Regions from separate parts of the Oryctolagus cuniculus genome. Here region 2 is linked to region 1. Evidence: chromatin contacts called from public Micro-C data. All regions are on one chromosome and are shown on one strand. The core of a region is the stretch at or near the end of the contact, and the rest is flanking DNA. Distances in the headings are between cores, read along the strand shown.

The links. A called contact is a pair of places that touch in the nucleus more often than the background predicts.
Region 2: a Micro-C map of ear pinna shows a contact between it and region 1, with 7 times the contacts expected there. The contact joins the promoter of SREK1 here to the promoter of ERBIN in region 1. A contact is called at or near these places in 2 of 6 Hi-C or Micro-C datasets (ear pinna and an unstated tissue).

The regions. Positions count from the first base shown.
Region 1 is chr14:86,864,508-86,868,417 of mOryCun1.1, forward strand. It overlaps ERBIN (erbb2 interacting protein), which reads left to right and starts at 1,775. Exons shown (of 23, transcript XM_070056803.1): 1 at 1,775-2,167.
Region 2 is chr14:87,038,424-87,042,333 of mOryCun1.1, forward strand. It overlaps SREK1 (splicing regulatory glutamic acid and lysine rich protein 1), which reads left to right and starts at 1,830. Exons shown (of 12, transcript XM_017344754.3): 1 at 1,830-2,150. The coding sequence starts at 1,990.

The DNA.
Region 1 (3,910 bases), core at 525-3,024:
ACTCATTTAGGTAAGTAATTCTTTGTGCACTTTATGAATTCTTCCCTTTGGATGCAGGCCAAGAATTGTCTGTAGGGCATATAGCTCTTTACTCAAACTTGATAATAAGCAATTATCTCTGGAATACAGACGGAAGACCTGAACCAGTGCCTCCGGGGACCTGGGGCCCAAAGCACCATCGCTGTACACAGTGAAGCAGAGCAGAGGCGGGGGTGGAGGGAAGGTCTCCCCGTACCCATTCCGCTCCTCCTCCGGGTAAAACAAGGCCGTCTGTCAACATATTTAATGCGGCAACTGCAACAACTGTGCAATATTATGGCTCACGCTCTCTATGCCGTATGTGTTGACAGGACGCTAAAGAGTCTCTCTCTAAACGCAAAAGCCGCCAGGATGAATTACGAGGGCCAGCGCAAGCCAACCGCTGCGCCACCGAAACCACTGGGCTGGGGAGCCTGCGTCGCCTTCAGAGGGCAGCCGGCGTTTCTTCTAACAAAGGCGCGAGCTCGAGGCAATTTCGCGGGCCATTTTCCCCCGGCCAGCGCCAGCTTTGTCTCCGCGCCGGTGCGAGGCCGAACCCTGGAGGAGCCCCAGCTGCGCGGCGGGGCCAGCGAGCGAGCGAGGGCTGGCGTGGGAAGCTCGGCTGGGCCGCTGCGGCGGCGGCTTGCAACCCGAGCGTGCCATTACAAGAAGTTGGAGTGCAGCGGCCGCAGCGGATACCTGCTGCCTGCAAATCGGGGCTGGACTCGAACAGCCCCCGGCGCACCGGCCGCTGTGTACAAAGAAACTCAACCGGCCAGCGCGGCGGCGGCGGCCTGAGGGCTCTGCGTTCCCGGGCCGAGGTCGGCGGCGTCGTCTGCGTTCGCCACGGGCTGGGGAGCCGGCGTGCGCGGGGGGTCACGGAGCCCGCAGGCAGGCCCCCGGGGACCGGCGCCCGAGCGGGCCTCACGCCGCGCCCGGCACGCGAACCCGCGGACGGCGGGGCCCCTCCCCCCAGGCCCCGCCGCCCCCCGCCGCCGACGTCGGCCGCGCGGCCCCCGCGCGCGCGCGCGCGCTGACTGGCTCGCGCCGGCCTCCGGCCCGGCTGTGGGCGGTTGGGGCGCAGCCCGCGGGAGGCCGCCCCGCCCCCTCCGCCGCGCGGCCGCGCGCAGCCTCTCCCCCCTCGCCGGCGGGGCGGTGGCGCCGTAGCCTCCGCCGCGGCCTGCGCGGCGGTCACTCCCCTGCGCCCCAGCCCCACTCCTCCTCCTCCTCCTCCTCCTCCTCGTCGCTCTCCGCTCCCTCCCGCCGGGCCCCTCCCCTCGCCGTCTCTCGCCCGAGCGAAGGTGGCGCGGCGGCGCGGGACGCAGCCTCGGCCCCCGCCGCGGCCCCGCGAACTCGTGAGGAGGACCGGGCTGCCGCCCACCCCAGCCCCGCGCCCCGTGCGGCCGCCGCCGCCGCCGCCGGGGAAGAAGCAGCAGCAGGGGAGTGGCGGCGCGGCGGCGGGAAAGCGAGAGGCGGGCGAGCAGGGAACGCTGCGAGGAACGGACAGAAGGACGGCCGGCCCGACGAGGGCGCCGCCATCGAGCCTGCCCGGCCCCTCGGCTCCGGGCGGCGGCGGCGGCGCGGGCGAAGGGCGCGGCAGGCGCTAGCGAGACAATAACCGGCCGCTCGGCTCTGGGGGCGGCGGCGAGGAGCAGGGCCGGCCTAGCGCGGCCGCGGCCCGCCGAGCGCCCGGGCGGCGTCTCGGCCGCCGCCGCCGCCGTCGGGGGCGCGGGGCGCGCGGGGCCCGGCCGACGGCGCCTCCCCTCCCCCTCCGCGGCGCGCGCGCTGGGGTTCCGGGTTCCCCTGGACGGAGCTGGCTCCTGCCTTGCGCCGAGGCAGGAAGTGAGTTTCGCACGGCAATTCCGGGCGGTGTCACGAGTGAAAAAGTTTTTTTTTTTTTTTTTTTTTTTCCTCCTCCTCTCGGCGGAGATCCTAGTTGGGGCTGGGAAACTCCTGCAAACTCGAGACCAGGAAGCCAGCCCGCATCCCAACCCCCACCCGGGCAGCCTACTCTGCTGCTGCGGGCGGCCGCTGCACATCCGTTCTCACCGGAGAGACTCGGCTGGATGCGAAGTGACTAACGCGGGCGAGGGAATCATGGGCAGCGAAGCCTGGAAAAAGCAGCCCTGAGACGCCGTCCGGCCGAAAGGTAATTTTCGCGAGAAGCGTCTGGAAGACACACAGTGCACGGACCGGAAAAGGGGCGATCCTTTTGCCCAAGTTTCCGTCAGTTCTTTGCTCGGATCGGAGCGCACAGTGTTCTAGGTGGTGAAGTGGGAGAGCTGTGTGTGTTTTGTTTTGTTTTGTTTTTTAAGCCCCGGTCTGCCATCTGGGCTGTGGTTTGTGTAGAAGCGATGGTAAGAATGCAGTGGGACGGGAAGTTTGGGCCGCCTGGAGAAAGAGTGCCTTTGTTGAGCGCGAGCTCCAGAAGTTTTCGTTTTCTGGAGCCTCTGCGAGGTGTGCGAAGCTCCTGTCTGGCGACTTGGTTGGGAGGAAAGTTCCGTCGATTTGCGGCTGTTGAGATGGCTGCCGCGTTTGTTTGTGCTGATAGCGATGGTTTTGGCTTTGGAGTTCATCGCGCAGAGACTGTTTTTGGTTCAGAGCCTTGTTGCGTCTAGTTTATTGGATTTTAGGGACAAGCAACTTTTTGCCAGCTTTAGTTTTCAGGGCAGGTAATGTTTTTTTTTTTTTTCACGTGTGTTAACTTGTCCTTTTCAGGTGTTGACTCCTAAAATATTTCCTTCATTAATTGAAAGCAAGCGTCTGCTAGACTTTTCTTGTGACTGAACCATTAGGATGGAGAAGGAGGGAGTGAGGATTACAGATGAAGGTGTGTAATTAAAACGCAGCTTGATTTGCTCGGACTGCCGTGCAGGTCAGCACTGACTATGTAGGGAGGGAAGTAAAACGCTTCAAAGATTTTCTTGGGAACCACACTGATTGGGATATAAAAAAAGCTGTGCCTTTGAATACTAGGATATTTAGATTTTTGTGTTGGCCCAAATGTTTCGTTCGGTTCGGCCTAATAAGGGAGAGGAACTTAGTGTGGGGCAGGACTCCGTGAAGCGTGACAGACCTACTAGCAGCAGGCAGAGCTCTGAACACCCCTGAGCCAATGGGTAGACTTCCTAGAGTCAACGCGTTTGGGTCATGGCAAACCCACTCCCTGCTTTCAGCGGCGTTTTAGTGTCTTAAGTTTATTTTTTTCCCCAGTACTTTTGTGGTAAAGGTAGTGAAAAAATATTGTATTTGTGAGTAAATGCTAAGAAAATATGATCATCTGTGGAATCATTTTAATATAAATCGATGCCTAGTTTATCAAATACTAGCAAAGTAATTACTGTAAACCCCAGGAGAAAGAGCTGACTTCCGTTCAGAGAGAAAAGGTAAATTTTAAAATCAGGATCAAATTATTTCACAACTTGATATTTGCTACTTCGTCTTTTAAAAGTACTTTTCAAAATGGGAGACTTTTAACTGTATTGCTTTGTTTTTTTTTTTTTTCTGAGAGTGTGATTTCTGTTTTTTTTTTTTAATTGTGAACCATCATATAATTCCTTTTAAGCCAAATTAGCCTTATCAAGGAATTTAAAGTGCACAGCTGATCTACTTTATGAATTCAGACCATGTATTAGGCAGCAAAGGAGGTTGTTGTTGGGCATCTGAAAGAATGGAACAAAATAAATGACATTGAACTTCAGTTTCCTTATATGGTTCATACTTGGCCTCAGAGCAACAAAGCCATAATAGAGCAAGTTTGACCCAGAATTACCACTTTACAAAGGTATTTGTGTTCATAAATTTTATGTAAAAATTATTGTAGCACCTGATAATGACTAAACACCTGATTTTTGATAAAGTTCTTGGTTTCCCCCCTCCTCCTGGAGAAGAA
Region 2 (3,910 bases), core at 580-3,079, 170 kb after region 1:
GACATGTGGTAGCTTCTTAGCATGCAGTTGTAATGTAGCCTGAAACCATCAGTTAACCTTTTTTATTGTTATATTGAAATCCATCAGTGTCTTGCACCTCTTAGAATTTTTTTATTTTGTAAAAAGATATATTAATTGATTTGGAAGGCAGAGTTAGAGAGAGCAAGAGAGATCTTCCATCGGCTTGTCCACTCTACAAATGGCCACAACAGTCAGGGCTGGGCCAGGCTGAAGCTGAAATAGAGCAGGCAGGACTCTATCTGGTACATTGTAGGCACTGTGCCACAATGTCAGGCCCCCTTTTTGATTTTGTAGTAGCTCCCACTGGTCATGTGGAAAGTGGCTGCACACTGAGTCGTAGGGATGGTCCGAATGTTGACATTATTTCACTGTAAAATGTCAAAAACAAATTTGTTAATATTCCTGGTGACTCAGGCAGAGAAGCCTTTAAGTATTGGCAAACTGTGAAGCTAAGGTGGCAGATACAAGTATCACAAGATCTGTATTTTTGTGTGAAAACTCCAGCACACAGTATGTTTACTGAAGACAGCTGTCCCTCTCGGACATAGCAGAAATACTTTCCATGTCCTTACGTGCACTGTTTGGAACTGTACGATAGGGTGTGACGTAATCAACTTCTCTTTACCCCTTTTTCCTAACTTTTGTATGCTTTAGGTGGTTGGAAGTGAAGACTACATCCTACTGGTCCAGTGTGGTGTCACAGCCTTGATTCCGGTTAAGGCGTCGGCAGTTTAATCAACCATTGCTATTAATCAGATGAATAGAGCAGATGTCAACAAAGCCAGACTGGTCAATAAAAACCTTAGTTTTATTACGAAAATCCTTTTGATCTTGCAGAGCCACTGAAAGAATTTGGGACCCTCAGGGTAACATGGAAGTTATTTGGAAACAGCTGGTCTAGGATCTCCTAAGAGAAGGATCATAAAAAATGGGAAGGGCACATGAGACCATTCTGCATGGAGTTCAAAATTTCTTTGGACTCAAATAAACTTTTTTTTTTTTTTTAATTCTGTAGAGGCAGAAGCAGAGAGTCTTCCATCCACTGGTTCATTCCCCACATGGTCACACCAGTCGGAGCTGAGCTGTTCCGAAGCCAGGAGCCAGGAGCCTCTCCCGAATCTCCCAGGGGGCGTGCAGGGGTCCAAGGACTTGGGCCGTCTTCTACTGCTTTCCCAGGCCACAGCAGGGAGCGGGTTCTGAAGAGGCGCAGCCGGGACTAGAACCGGCGCCCATTTGGGATGCCGGCGCTTCAGGCCAGGGCGCCGGCCCCAGATAAACATCTTTTAATCTTATTTTCTCTACTTAGCTTGCAAGCTGTCCGTGGCCCTTGTGTATCTGTTTTTTAAGCGCCCTTGCAGAAGGGGCGAATGAATCACAACTTGTGAACACAACGGCATAGCTTCTCTCTTACGCAATCTGAATCTACGTTGTTTTGTAAAATTTTCCATGTCTTTTCACAATTAGGGCGCCTGCCAATTAAAAAATAAAAGTGGGGCGGGAGCTGTCGGTGCTTAACCACGACGCCCTAGCGCCGGTCGAGCATTCACGGGCGTCGCCCGCGTCACTCCCGCCTCACGGCCCCGCGCCACCAGGCCCGCCGCGCGGTCGCCTCGCCCGCTCACTTCGTACAGACAGCAGAGAGCCGGGCCTTCCATGTTGACAGGAGAGCAAGACCTCGACCACGTTTGACTGAAAAACAAAACAGCGACAAGCCTCTCATCGGAGAAGACCCAGGCGACGGCGGCCTCGCCGGGCGCTCGGCGTCCCGGGCCGCGGCCGCTCCGGCCCCGCGGGGTTGCCGGGGCGACGCTTCCGGCCGGCGCGCGCAGCCGCGGAGCAGGCGAGTTGTGACACGGGCGGCTAGACCTGCCCGGCGCCGGGAATCCGCCCGCGGGAGCGCGCTCGCGGCCGCGCGGGCTCCGCTTCCCCGGCTCCGTCACTGACGCGTCGCGGACGTTGGGGAGCGGGATGAACAGCGGAGGCGCCTTCGGCTTGGGTTTAGGCTTCGGCCTGATCCCTACGGCGGTGATTCAGGTGACGAACCTGTCGTCGGCCGTGACCAGCGAGCAGATGCGGACGCTCTTTTCCTTCCTAGGAGAAATCGAGGAGCTGCGGCTCTACCCCCCGGAGTAAGTGCGGAGCTCGGCTGGGGGAGGGGCGCGGGCGCCATCGCGACCTCGCGAGCCGCGGCGTGGGGGCGCGCGGACGCGGCGCGGGCGCGCGGGGCCTGTCACGTGACGGCCGGTGCCCACCCCGGTGCCCATGTGTGAGGAGGGCGCCGGGCCGGCGGGGCTTGCGCCCCCGTGAGTCGTGTCTTGGGGGTTGGCGCCTGCCCCCGGCCTTTACAAAGGCGTGGGAGAGGCCGCGGCGGCCGGGTCTGCGGCCTCGTGCTCGCTGCGGGGCCCCCGGCCGCTTCTCCTCCCCGAATGTAAGATGGCCGCAGGTGGGCCCGCGCGCGTGCTCCAGGCGAACGCCTGCCCGGGGTGCCTTTTTTTATTTTTTATTTTTTTCTGCCCTCCGAGAGTCGCGGAGACCGCATCTGAGCCACCGTCGGGTTCTTAAGGCCTTCGGGGCAGACCGTTAGTGCAGACGGGGAAGCCTGCGGCCGGTGCAAAATGGAGTTCGGGCTGCATTTGTTCGCTAGGAGGCGGCTTCGCTAACTTAGCATCTCGCTGGCCCTGACCGAGCCCGTGCACGGTCAGCAGCGTGTGTGGTCACCCTGTTGACACCAGATTAAAATGTCCCCTCGGGAAGGTCCCACTTTTCCAGACCTTTCGGAGGAAGGGTGAGTCGGTGCAGGATTGTCCCTGCTGCTCGCGCGCTGGGAACGCCAGGCCTGAGCTGGCATTCCCAAGGGGTGTGTTTGGACGTGGTAGGGTTTGTCTTGCGCGGTGTTACCTACTCAGGAAGCTTGCGAATCACTCACACTCGTGCATGCAGAAGCACCTTTTTTTTTTTTTTTTTATCGTGGATTTTGGAAGATCGACAGCATTTTCTTGAATGTGTCAGTCCTTTGAAGGAAGTCGTTGCTTACGATTTTCTGAAATTTTTCAAAAAAGTGACATCTATTTACCTTATTTCAAAGTGATGGGTGTGAACCATAAAGTGCCGCTGCGTACATACTGGTAAAAGTTGTTACACATGTGGATGTTTAAGTTTCACTTAAGTTTTTCTCCTCTTTCGAGAAATAGTTCATGCATACAGAACAGTTGGAGCGATAATATATTGAGCATCTGTGTCCCGTAGACGTGTGTTCATCAATTTTTGCTACAGTTAATTATTAGAATTCCCTGTTAGTATCATGCCCTTTTCCCTTTTGATCTGGTGTATAATCAGACCACCCGCAGCATTTACTTATCTCCTTTAAATGTAGAAGACCCCCTCCCAGCCAGTCCCCTGTTAGATACTCCTTTATGACATTGGTACTTAGTCTTGTTTGCCTTGTCTTGTAGAAGGAGCTGTAATCGAAGGTTGTATAGGTTATTCATGATGAGATTCAAGTAATGTATTTTTGGCTACACCCATGTTTTTGATTGGTTAGCAATCTAAATTTTGTTTCTAAGATTTATTTGGAAGCTAGAGTTACAGAGAGGTGGAGGCAGAGAGAGAGAGAGAGGTCTTCCCTGGGCTGGTTCACTCCCCAAATGCTCTGAACCCCTCAGGGCTGAGCCAGAAGGAAGTGAGGAGCTTCATTTGGGTGCGGGGGTGGGGGTTGAGTGGGGAGGGGGATATCCCAGCGCTTGGACCATCTTCAGCTGCTTTCCCAGGCGCGTTAGAAGGGAGCTGGATTAGAAGTGGAGCATCTGGGACTTGAACCAGAGCTCAAATGGGCTGCTGGTGCTGTGGGCGGTGCCCGAACCCACTATGCCACATTGCCGGCCCTGAATAT